Regions from separate parts of the Mus musculus genome. Here region 2 is linked to region 1. Evidence: chromatin contacts called from public promoter capture Hi-C data. All regions are on one chromosome and are shown on one strand. Each heading gives the region's core, a stretch centred on a gene start, on an enhancer-like site or on the middle of the called end of the contact. The rest is flanking DNA. Distances are from core to core; before and after follow the strand shown.

Region 1 (6,545 bases), core at 1,577-4,076:
ATGGGTGTCTTCTCCCAGCCCCTAAATGTAATGTTAAACAGGAGCGTTTTATGGTGTGGGGCGACATTCAAACATCAATAAACTGGGAGCGTTTGTCTTGTTTCTTTTCTTTTTCTTTCTTTCTTTTTTTAAGGCAGCCCAGGCAAGCTGCAGGGCGTCGCAACTTTGAAACAAACCCTTACAAGCATCAAGTTCCTCTTTAAAATAGACTAAGCCACATGTCCTGTGGCTGGGGCCCAGCCAGCACACAGTAGGTGCTCACCTGTGAGAGGTTCCTCTCATGCTGGGCTGTGTGGCCCAGGAAAGCCAGGCACACACAGCCCCGGACCGACTGGGCAGGGAGCCGCTCACAGCTGGGTGACATAATTTAGATGGATGTCTCCGGCCATGCGTCGGGCAGGGAGCGGGCGGCCCGGGAAGAGGCCGTGGAGGAGCCCATTACCGTACACGTGTTAACAGCGCATCCTTTGTACCGACAGCGCGGGCGGGCGGGCGCGGGCCGAGGCCGCTCCCCGCATTGTCTGCGCCGCGGCCGGTGATGGATGGGCCAGCCCGTCTTGCCCGGGTATCGCGGGCCGACAGCGACACCGCGTGGCCATCATGGGAACTGCAGTCCAAGGGCGTGTGCGCAGAGAGCCAGCACCAGGCTTGCGTATTGCATTTAGCACGTTAAGGGGACCCACAGGCACATGACTTTTATTACCAAACATAAAGCGGGTACAATAAGGTTCAAGTCCTGCCTCCGAGGAATAATAGAGTGGCGTTCAGTAGGAGCCCAGCCCCACATGCGCCAGGCTCTGAGTCCCATCCCCAGCGCCCCCAAATTGAAAATTAAATTGTTATAAGTTGTTTGGTCGGAGTCTGTAGCATGGCTACTTTGCAGAGGTTCTATTCGGTTCCCTGCACCCACACGATGGCTCACAACTGCCTGTGACCCCAGTACCAAGGATCCCACACTTCTTCAGACCTCCATGGGCTTCTGACACACACATGGCTCGCAGACATATTACTCAGGCACACATGCAAGGAATATTTTTAGTTTTAAAAATATAAAAGTCTTTGCTGTGTGCTGGCACTGATCTGCAATCCCAGAACTTAGAAGCAGAAGCGTGCCTACCACAGATGTAGAGCAGGACCCTGTCTCAAAAGTGGTAAAGCAACCGGCTAGGTGAGGTGGCCAAAAGCAATCAGAGAATACTTTTTTAGTACAAATACATCCCCAACTCCAGAACATCTAACTCTCCTTATGAAAACTAACCTTGCATTGGCTTCTCACAGGGCTTTGCTGGGTGTTGTGTGTGTAAGTCTTGCACTGGGGTGAGTTTGGTCCCCACCCAGTCACCAATCTGCTCCCAAGACCATGGAGAAGCCTGATGCTTTGGGTGGCCAGAATCCAGGAGGCAGCCTAGGGCAGCCAGCCTCGTGAAGGTCCGATGAGTTCCAGTTCCTGAGTTGTTCTGGATACAAAACAGCCCTGCAAGGCTGCCGCCCCTGCCTCAGCACCAAAGCAGCCCTGGCAGCCAGGAATGAGGCACTCAAATCCATATACAGGGAGGGTGCGGCAGGGAGACAGGACAAGGGCACCCTAGACTTGACCTCAGTCTCTTCACATGCCAGAAAGTGACTCATGACCAATAATGAAGACCCTTCGGCAGCCAAGCTCCCAGAACAACCACCTTGGTCCTTAGAAATTCCAGATCTGTGTGACTCTGGAAGCTTTCTGTGCTGCTAGAGTCCTCAAAGAGGAGAAGCCTTGATGTAAAAATACCGCCATAAGCCTATGGGCAGTTTTCTTGATTAGTGATTGATGGGGGCCCGCCCATTGTGGGTGGAGCCAGTTCATTGTGGGTGTGGTCAGCCCATTATGGGTGTGGCAATCCCGTTGTTGGTGGAGCCATCCTTGGGCTGGTGGCCCTGAGTTCTATAAGAAGGCAGGCTGAGGGCTGGTGAGATGGCTCAGTGGGTAAGAGCACCCGACTGCTCTTCCAAAGGTCCGAAGTTCAAGTCCCAGCAACCACATGGTGGCTCACAACCACCCGTGATAAGATCTGACTCCCTCTTCCGGAGTGTCTGAAGACAGCTACATATAATAAATAAATAAATAAATAAATCTTTAAAAAAAAAAAAAAAAAAGGCAGGCTGAGCAAGCCATGGTGAGGAAGCCAGTAAGCAGCACCCTCCATGGCCTCTGCATCAGCTCCTGCCTCCAGGTTCCTTCCCTGCTTGAGTTCCTTTCCCGACTTTCTTTGGTGATGGGCTGTGGTGTGGAAGTGTGAGCAGAATTAACCCTTTCCTCCCCATGCTGGTTGTGGTGTCTCATCACAACAACAGTGACTCTAAGATGCTGACCAAGGAGGTGACTAAATCCAAGCAGTAAGAACCAATCAAATGAGAAACAAGTGCTCAGAAGGGCCTTCTGTCACGCCCCATAATGTGCTTGTCTCTCCCAAATCACCCTACAAAGAATTACCCCTACTTCACAGGAGAAAAACTTGAAATTCAGAGAGGGCAAGTCATCGACCCAAGGTCACACAGTGAGTTAGATGTCTAAACTCAAACTCAGCTCTCTAGATGTCCTTAAAATGCAAGGAATTGTCCTAGAAATGACAAGTTCCAGAGAAGGTAAGACACCCACACAGACTAGCCTCTGTTTTGCACCTTAAAAGTAGGTGTCCCCTCCAGCAACCCCTCTCTCTCCACAGCCCTCCCCCACCCCCAGTACCTCCACTCTCCAGAACAGAGATGGTTGCCAAGGAAACAACATTACCAAATAAGCCCCCATTGTCTGGGGCCCTGAGAGGAAATTCATAAGCCCAACCCCTGCTCATTGACCCCTGGTGACCCCAAGGGAGACACCAACCCTCTCTCCGAGCCCCTCCCCAACCCAGCTCAGCTCAACAAAGTGCACCCCAGAGGGGGCCACAGCCAAGACAGAGCTCCCTGAAATGGCCCAGGTAACTACTAGCCTAGGTTCCAGATGCTTACCTTAGTGGTACCAGCACTTATGGCTTTGTAGGTATGTCCTACTGTGTGCTTAAGGATGCCTCCTACTGTGTGCTCATAAAGAGCTCCTTCTGTATGCAAGTGTGTGAATGTGTGTGGCAGGCAGAGGTCAGCCTTAGAGGTAAGCTAAGCTGGCCAGTGAACCCTAGCATCTGCCTGCCTCTGACTCCCTGGCTCTGGGATGGCACATTCACCCACATCTGTCTTTCATGTGAGTTCTGGGGGCCAAGCTCTGGGCCTCAGTCCTGCTGAGAGAAGCTTAAGTAGTGAGGTGTTTCCCTAGCCCCTTCTATGCCAAGACACTGTGGAAGTGAGTCTGGGGATGCAGCAAGCAAGGCTGTCACTCGAGCCAACCCTTAGAATCCAATCGAGGTACACAAGAAGGGAGGGCTGGAGGCATAGTAGGGAGAGGAACTCTTTCTCTGAGACAGAACTGGGCCCAAGGTGGTCAACAGGGCCCCATGCTTAAGCAGCTCGGCCAGCTTCAGAAAGCCCACCTCCGTGACTGCACATTTTCATCCTTGATGCCTGGTGAGGTGAGGTACCACCCATCACCTGGTGCCCTTGAACATGGATCAAGGGAACAGTAAGGAGGGCCCAAAGAGCTTGGGTTGCCCTTGCTGAAACTTCAAGGCTGCCTATTACTGCAGCAGACCCTGCCTTGTGCTGACTGTTGCACCCAGCATAGACACAGATGCGCAGGATGGAACTCATTGGCAAGAATAAGTCTAAGTTCCATCTCCAAGCCAATTGCTGTGGCAAAGGAAGGAAGGAGTGATCTGATTGGCACTGGCTTAGTGCAGGGGACACCTTCCTCCAGATGTGGGGGAGGACATGGCAGAGGGAAGGCACAGTGTGACCAGAAAGGAAACAGCTGACATTAAGGCAGAGCAACAAGTTTTCACTCTGAAAACCTTGCAGCCTGACACAGACCAGAGTGTGAGGGCCATCCTGCAGCCAAGGGCCTTTCAGGAAGTCCTCTGACTCGGGCACAGGCAGCTGGATTTACACAGGAGGATGGCAGAAACCAGGGCAAAGAAAGACTGTCAGCAGGCCCCTGGCTCTCTCGCCTGCTTAGAGCAAAGGTGAAGGGCAGGGGTTGGGGGCAGGGACAGGCCTGGAGCTTTGTCCCAGAACTTATGGCTTTTCCCCATCAGTACTTTCCAGAAAGAAAGAAAGAGGGAAAGAAAGAAAGAAAGAAAGAAAGAAAGAAAGAAAGAAAGAAAGAAAGAAAGAAAGAAAGAAAGAAAGAGAGAGAAGATGGAGGGAAGGAGAGAAGGAAGGAGGGAAGGAGGGAAGGGAGGGAGAGGAAGGAGGGAGGGAGGAAGGAAGGGAGGGAGGGAGGAAGGAAGGAAGGAAGGATGGAAGGAAGGAAGAGGGAGGGAGGAGAGAGAGAGGATGGAGGGAAGGAGAGAAGGAAGGAGGGAGGGAGGGAGGAAGGAAGGAAGAAAGGAAGGGAGGGAGGGAGGGAGGGAGGAAGGAAGAGGGAGGGAGGGAGAGAGAGAGAGAGAGAGAATGAATCTGTGCTGGCTGAGTCCCTCAGTTCCTGCATGGCCAGGTACTGAGCCATGTTTCCAAGAACATTCTGGCATTTCTCCTCTATGTAAGTCACAAGAGGGACCAAGAGGCAGAGAGCTAACTAACTCCATGACGCGTACATGGCCACCAACAGCCTCAGAACTCAAAAGCAAGTGGGTCCCCAGGCTAGCCTTAAAATCAAGATCGCCCCGCCTCTGCCTGGGAGTTCTGGGGGCTACCATACATGAGCAGCTTGACCTCTCGATTTTCAAATGTCCATCCACGGTCTATCTTAAAGGCCTACAGGCATGGAAATGCACACAGGCACAATGATGTGCATCTATAAACTCATCACCTAGAAGGTTGGGGGGGGGGGCACCTGTGCCTGAGAGTTCAAGGCCTGCCTGGGCAACATAGTGAGATGCTGTCTCAAAAGAAAAGGGGAAAAAGAGAAATGAGAACAAGGGAGGAAGGGAGAGAGGAATCGAGGGAGAGAGGGAGGGGAGGAGGAAGGGGGGAGAATTAATGGGGGAGGGAGGGGGAGGGAGGGAAGGAACTGGGGAAAAGAAGCTGAATACCCCTAAGGGCAGGTAGAGACCAAGGAAAACAGTTGCTGGAACCCGATAGCTCAGTGCCCCAGTGGTGTTAGCTGTGGTCTTCCAGCACCTCTCCCTCTTTGCTCAGGGAGGAGTTATTACATGCCATGTGTGCTAAATGGCATCTGAGGGTGAATGGCTGCAAATGTCCTTTCCCTGTCTCAAAAAATCCTCTCCAATCAGGCGCTCACAAGAAGGTCCTGATAGTGGGAGATCCCTATCAAAACTCAGCTTAGATGGGGGTCCCTTTGAAGCCCCAAAGTCTGCAACAAACCCCACCTCAGAAAAAGCCACACACCCTGACCCTGCCAAGTCCCCCTGGGACTCTCATCAACCAGCCCACCACTCTGCTCCCTCAATCCCTGCAGCACACCTCCTTCCTCACACTGCCAGGGCACAGACAGCCACAGGGCCTTTGCACTGCTCTTCCCTCTGCTTAGCAGCCCCATCTCATGTCCTCACCTGCTTTAGATCTCTGTGGTCCCAGAAACTGACCCCAGGATGTTCCAGGCAAGGCTTAGCACTGTGCTAGAGCCCTACCCTCACAAAGCCAAGCCTGTGACCAAAAGTCCCTTCCCCTTAATTGAACTTGACATCCCAGAGCTTCGTGTTTCCATTTTGCCTCATAGCATCTAGGATCATAATTATCTCCCACCCCACCCCCACCCCCACACATGACAACAGAGCCCAGTGAAGCCAAGACTATGCAAATGCGCTCACAATTGACTTCCCAGGGCCTAGGATCAATGTGTGTACATAGCAGCCGAAAAGACATTTATTGAATGTGCACTGACCAGCAGGGGCCACGTTGACCACATGGCAAAATGTGCCTGACACTTTGCTTGCTGTTGTGACTTTCTAATTTCCACTTACTTGTGCATGTGTGTATATGTGTACATGTATGTGTGCACATGTGTGGGGTACATGTGTGTATGTATGTGCACATGTGGTGTGCATGTGTGTGCATGTATGTGTGTACACATATGGGGGTGCATGTGTGTATGTATGTGAGCACATGTGTGGGTGAATGTGTATACATGTATGTGTACACATGTGGGGTACATATGTGTGCATGTATGTGTACACACATACATATGTGTATGTGTACCTATGTTGGTACATATGTATGCATGTATGTATACAACGTGTGGGGGCACATGTGTGTGCATGTGTGCATGTGTGTACACACATGTGTGGTACACGTGTGTGTATTTATGTGTGCACATGTGTAGGGGAGCATGATGTGCATGTATGTGTGTACATGTGGGGTTGTGCATGTGGGGGCCAGAAGTCAGTCTTAAGATTTGTTCTTCTGAAGTCTCACCTTATTTTTTGAGGCAGGCTCTCTGGCCTGGGTCTCCCTGGCCACTGACCCCAGGGATCCTCTTGTCTGTGGCTCCCCACCATGCCTGGTTTGTATGCTGGTTA
Region 2 (6,545 bases), core at 1,095-3,594, 96 kb after region 1:
ACCCACAGGCAAAGCCTTGGCTCTGAGTTACGTAGAAAGGGTACTAGTCACCCTGTGGTCTTCTTTCTAACTTTCTGGGACCTTCTACCCAAGGAGAGAAGTATCAGCTGCCCATGACTTAAGTAGAAATAGGCTGGAAAGATGGCTCAGCGGTTAAGAGCACTGACATCTCCTCTGAAGGTCCTGAGTTCAAATCCAGCAACCACATGGTGGCTCACAACCATCCATAGTGAGATCTGACGCCCTCTTCTGGTGTGTCAGAAGACAGCTACAGTGTACTTACATATAATAATAAATAAATCGTGGGGCCAGAGCAACCAGAGGTCCTGATTTCGATTTCCAGCAACCACATGAAGGCTCACAACTATCTGTATAGCTACAGTGTACGCATATACAGAAATAAATCTTTTTTTCAAAAACAGATTAAGTAGCAATAAAAATGCAGCTCGTACATCACAGAATACGCCTTTGAAATCCTTTCTCAACGGTCACATGTGGCCAGTGACTCTCAATTTAAGTAGCTTTACAAAGCTTCCTATCCTTGTAGGAAGGGCAGTTGCAGAATGCTAGTCTCAGGGTTAATGTGTGAGTGATGCTAGCTTGTCAGTTCATGTCTAAGAGGGTATTTTCAGACCCAATCAGACTGTGCGATGGTGTCCCTTACAACCTGAGTTACCTGTATCAACAGCCATGCACACTCTTCAGCACTTGGGAGGGGCACATAGGTACAGTGCAAGCCTGGAAAGATGTACCTAGGATCATACACAGGCTCCAGCATGCCTCCTTACAGTCCCTCTTACCCTCCCGGCCACCACCCTGACTCGATGCCCTCCAGACAGACTCACGCTCCGCTCAGGACTTTGAGAGATCGCACCGTCTCAAAACCAAGTTCCAGGACACTGGGACACTCAGCTGTGAATTCATGCCGTCGGCCCTGGAAGCCTTCTTCATCCCACACCACCATCTGTGCAGGAAAGAAGGAGGGAATCTGTGGACATCAAGGTTTGGCGAGCAGAGAGGATCTTACCCTGGACTCAGAGTGAGTCAAACAGGTAAAGCAGAGGTCACATGCCTCCAGGGCCAGGTGGGTGAGCAAGGTGGACCGTGGGATCCTGGACAGCACAATTTTGTCTCCACCCTTGACTGTCATTAGGTAAGAAAACAAGCAGAGCTTCCATTTCCCAAAGCCTTCATCAAAGGCTTTTATGTGGCTCCGCTATATTATTTTTTGTGAGACAAGATCTCGCAAGACCCAGGCTGGCCTTGAGCCTACGAGCTTCCTTCTGCCTTTACTTCCCCAATGCTAGGGCAGGCATAAGCTATCACACCCAGATTTTAGTTTCCCTTTGCAAAGCCAAGCACGGCCAGAGAAGCACAGTAGAATGATTGTGTGCCAGGACTCAAGGGTGGGGACCAACTCGGGTTGCGTGCCTCAGGCAGGTTGCCCCCTAGTCTGAGCCTTGGGCTCAAGGCAGTCAGTAGCCCTCCTGCAGGATGATGGGGTTCAATGAAGTTGTTGTAAGAGGTTCTTAGATGTCGACTTCCTTCCCTCCCCTCCCAGGGTACTCCCTACCCTCCAGTGTCCAGCTGACTTGGTGCACTGCAGGGTCATGTTGGCACGGTCCTACAGAGAGAAGAACACAGTCACCTTCCATCTGGTTCCCAGCAGCATCTCTGACTGAAGGCTGACTTGGACAGTGTCAGAATCAAGATGGGTCTGGGTATCCCAGGACGGGGGCGATCCTTCTCCCACCCCACCCACGTGCAAACAGCACCAATCTCAGCCACATCTGGGTGCCATTGTCTCCAGCCCAGCTCACAGTGGACTGCAGTGCCAGATGAGTGGAGAGAGGTGGATGAATCACACACATGCACACACAGACACACACCCACATGCACATGTGCACAATCACACACATACACAAGTTCACACATGCACACTCACACACATGCACACATACATACAGGCACATACATACATGCATACATACATACATACATACATACATACATGCATGCGCACACACACACACACACACACACACACACACACACACAAGTGAGTGCACACACACACCAAAACAAAGTGCAGTGCTAGCCTAGTGCGTGGCTCTCATAGTGGACACACAGGTCACAAAATGATAGGGGAGGGGGATCTTGGCATTTAACTAAGAGTCACAGGCAGCAGTCTGACACACTTGTAGACTTCCTGGGATGTGATGGCATTCAGGGTTAGCCAGTGACATCCCCAAGATTGATATTGTAGGATGATGCCACCAGAGAGCTCGGCCCCACTCCTGTCTCCCTCTCATACTTACCAAGAAGGGCCCAGAGCACACGTCAGAACCAGAACCAGACAAGGTCAGGGCTCTTATAGGCAGGAAAGGAACAGGGGCCCCAAGGGACAAACACAGACTCAGCAAGCCAGAGATAGAAACAAAAGCCAGTCCTGGCCAAGGCCCAGAGTGGACATGTCAGCAGCTCTGCCTTTAGTGGGGAAGGACTGGTGGCTTGCCCAGGGTCAGCACTAGGGAATATGAGGGGTAGATAGCCTATTTCCATTGGTTCCACAGGACTCCTGTCCAGGACTAGGGACCCAACATCATCTTGATGGTGGGTGTCCTTCTGTCTGTCTGCATGATAGGACAGACAGAAGCCAGATCATAGAGTTCTGTGCCTGCCCTCCTCCTTCACCTCACCTGCCCCTGCCTCTTCTAGCTGGACGTCACACTTTCACTTGAGGATACTCTTTGAAAAAGTGGAAACAATGTATACAGTAGCTTGGAAGTAACCGGTTCTAAGCAAAACCCTGGGGGCCTGGAGCAAGGGCTTTGGATAACAAATACCCAGCAGTACAACTCTTCTCAGGAGGTGAGAGTGGTGGTCAGGGCTAGAACCCATGCACTCCACAAGGCAGAAGCATCCAGGGCTGTGCATGCAGAAGCAAAGGGCGGGGCGGGGGGGGGGGGGGCGCTGCAGCTTGCTAGCATGCTTCCCAAAGCAGTGCATGCCAGATAAGCACCCAAAGCATATGGAATCCCCTGATCCCTGCCTCTGAGGGGTCCTGTTGCAGGAGAGGGTAGCATGGCAGGAGCGGCTTGTGGTAAAACTCAGCCTTGCTACTGGGTGACCCAGATAAAGAGCGAGTCCTTTGATGGCCAGGAAAATAGCAACATCTCTTCCTTCCTGGGATGTCAGAACAGTTGTCTCACGTTCAGGGCGTGGCGAAGGGTGGACCGGAAGGGTGGACCGGTGCAGTCTCCACAGCCAGTAGCCTGTGTCTGCATCCCGTGCCTGGGGGCTAATTACTTTTGAGCAGGTTCCCAGTGAATGCCTCTAAGCCTCAGTTGTGCTGTGAAATAAAAAAGACAAAGCTCAGTGGGGTACCTCCAAGCCTGACTTTAATCCTCAGGACCACAGGGTAGTAGGGAGAACTGACTCCTGAAAGTTACCCTCTGACCTTCTGACCTCCATGTGAGTGCACACACACACACACACACACACATGCTCTCTCACACCCTCACACTCTCACACACTCATACACTCACACAGTCTCACACACACTCACACACACACACTCACATACTCTCTCACACACTCTCACACACTCACACACACTCTCACTCTCTCTCTCTCTCACACACACAAACTTTAATGGTTAGCCTGAAAGCACAGGATGCTATGAACATAAATATGATAAATATGTTCCTGATGAAGAGTGCCTGTACCTGTTCTAAGAACAAAGGGAATTACCTGGGTCTTGGCCATGTTTGCCATCCTGGACAGCCATAAAATATAGTATTATTATGAATGGCAGTTCCCCAAAAGCAAGAGCTCACAGAGTCTGGAATGAGAGATGTGGGAAGGGACAGAGTCCACAGAGCAATGTGGTGGTGTACACTTGTAATCCCAGCACCTGGCATGTGGAAGCAGGGAGTCTAGCCTCAGCTACGTAGAGAGCTTGAGGCCAGCCTGGGCTACATGAGACCCTGTCTCAATATATTAAAAAGAAATAAAATATGGGTAACAGGGCCAGAAGGGGACAAAGGAGCCACCCCACTTTCTCGTCTATAAATAGCTGATCTGAAGAGCTGCCTGGCAAGGGAAGCTGTTCCCATCTCCCCAAACCTTTGGCAAGCTGCCCATCGCTAGGAGGGTCGGGGTACGACGGGGGACAAAACTGCCCCAGATGCCTGCCCTTGAGGCAAGATCTGTGGGTGGCCCCCACCGCAGGCACCTTGGCCTGAGTCCCAGTGGTTGGCCTCTCCTGTGGTTCCCAGCTTGCCCTTCAAGGCCTTGGCCCAGGATGAAAGGCACAGAGGAGGCCAGCAGGGAGAGGGCTCATGGGTAGAGGGACAGGGCCATCACTGGTCCTAGGCCAGGGTGACCACAAAGTAGAGATAGGCCCCACAGGGGGTCCTGGGTTCCCCAGAGAAGGGTTTCTCAGATGGCTGCACTCCTACTGGGGTTGGCGACACAGAATGCAGGTGGCCTGGCCTGGCCAGATTCCAGCTCCACTCCACTTGGGGTTCACACTGTGGAACAAGGTTGAAGCTTCCTGTTCTGTGTGGGTTTCAGTTTCTCTGGGGAAATGGTGGGTCATCTGGCGTTCACTTGTCCACTAAGATGCTTGGCGGTCCTGGCTGTTCTGTTTTCTCCTTTGCCCTGGGCTCTCTCCTCCCTGTCCGTTTATCGACTCCTCCCTTCATCTTCTGAAAAACCTTTCTCTCTATCACCCCCTCCCTTTGCATCTCAGATGTCCCTACCCTCTCCAGTAGACTATCAGGAACCTGCCAGGGTCCAGGTCCTGGGTGAAATGCTGGCCCTTGGCCCGGTCAGGTACAGTGGGATGTGAGGCTGCCCAGAGTCTCCGTGTTCCTGACCCTGGGCAGCATCCCCTGCTGTCAGACAGTGGGAGCTGATGGGCAGTTAAGAAGGACCCAAGCCTTGAATGCTAAGCCCTTGAGCCTGAGACCCAGCCCTACCCCACCACCCTAGAACAGGGAATTCAGGCAAGCCTCAGTCAGGGCCAAGGCTGGATAGCCAGAGCCTTCCTGCTTGCCATGGTCAGTACTGGCCTCTGCACCCAGCCTTCCTCATCCAAGAAATGGGTGCAGCAAGGATCTGGATAGGGCAGGTGTGCTGCAAAGCCCCAGAGGCTGCAAACACACAGAAGCACTCAGGACCGGGCCTGTGGACTGAAAACCCGTTTCTTGCCCTTATAAAACATGTTCAATGTTGTCTTCAGTTCTGGGCAGCATCCACAGGGAGAATTGTCAACTGTACCTGTAAACTGAGACCCCCTAGAGGTAGAGAAGCCATACGGTGGGTGAAGCAGCCTGACTGAGGCCGGTTTCTATCCCAGGTCACCTCCTCCCCCATCCCCCTTCCCTAGTCTAGGCTGGCAGCCAGCAAGGCCCTGGGCCTGTCTCCAGCCAGGGAAATAGAGAGAGCAGTCAGAGCAGGGTTAGGGCCAGGGTTTCTCTGTGTTCCAGGCCAACAATAGAAAATGCTAGCCTGGGCAGTAATGGGGCAGAGCCGGCCATGGGCCCCATCCAGGTTTGCTGACCCAGCTGCCTCTTTGTGCTACACTATAGACCCTGATGTCTGCCAGGCTATAAAATGGGGGGTTGGCCCTGAGGCACTCACAGCACCCGCCTGTCCACCAATACAGGTAAGAGGGGACTGCCACACCACCAGAGAACTGAGAGGAGGACAGAAACAGAGGTGGGGCAGCTGACGAAGACAGAGCCAGGCTGAAAGCCAAACCCAGAAAGGTTGCTGGTGCATACTTGTCTAGTTAGCACTCTGGAGACTGGGGCAGGAAGATTGCTGAGAGTTGGAGGCTAGCCTGGGCTACAGGGAGGTAGAGAGGAAAGCAATGGTCCTCACCAAGAGAGGGAGGGAGACGGACACATGGCTGGGAAAGGAGCACAGCCTCTGGGAAGAGTTTCCCAGAATAGAGACAGGTTGAGGGTGGCTGAAACCCCCAGATGTGGTCCAGATGTGTGGGTAGCCGAGCATCCAGTCTTCCTGAGGAAGCCTGGGAGGAGTGTGCTCATCCCAGCTAGAGAGAGGATGTTGGGAACCCACCTGGACCCAGGGAACTTGCTCTGGGCCCCAAGAGTTCCAGTAGCTTGTAAATTATCAGCACAGTCTTGGTGGATTTCCTCCAGGAGACAGTGCAGTCAGGCATGACCCATACCCAGAAGTCTGTGCTCCTTGAGGTAGCATTGGAGCTGACCAGAGTCCTCTCCACCCAACGCCCACAGGCACAGCTCCGGCGTGGAGCAATGGAAACACCCTACTCCCTCTCCTTGTGCCTTCCAACCCCGAGTGCCAGGCTGCTATTTTGCACACCCACATCTGCCCTCGGAGGACGCCAGGGGCGGAGGGCTGGGAGAGGTTCAGGACACGCACACACTGGCATTCGCTCTCTGAACAGATGTTGCCTGAGAAGCTCCTGTGCACCTGGCATGGAGACAAGTGCTAAGGAGGCAGACAGGCGAGCTTACAAGGCTACATCTAGTAACCCAGGTGCCTGT

The links. Promoter capture Hi-C pulls out the DNA fragments that hold promoters and counts their contacts.
Region 2: a promoter capture Hi-C map of stem cell-derived epiblast-like cells shows a contact between it and region 1, with 2.9 times the contacts expected there. The contact joins the promoter of Cryba4 here to the promoter of 1700016B01Rik in region 1. A contact is called at or near these places in 1 of 39 promoter capture datasets (stem cell-derived epiblast-like cells) and 1 of 9 other capture datasets (adipose tissue).

The regions. Positions count from the first base shown.
Region 1 is chr5:112,153,401-112,159,945 of GRCm38.p6, forward strand. It overlaps 1700016B01Rik (RIKEN cDNA 1700016B01 gene), which reads left to right and starts at 2,827. Exons shown (of 2, transcript NR_166436.1): 1 at 2,827-2,954.
Region 2 is chr5:112,250,174-112,256,718 of GRCm38.p6, forward strand. It overlaps Cryba4 (crystallin, beta A4), which reads right to left and starts at 2,345. Exons shown (of 6, transcript NM_021351.2): 1 at 2,319-2,345; 2 at 1,574-1,624; 3 at 846-964. The coding sequence starts at 1,612. Crybb1 (crystallin, beta B1) reads left to right here and starts at 5,647. Exons shown (of 6, transcript NM_023695.3): 1 at 5,647-5,674.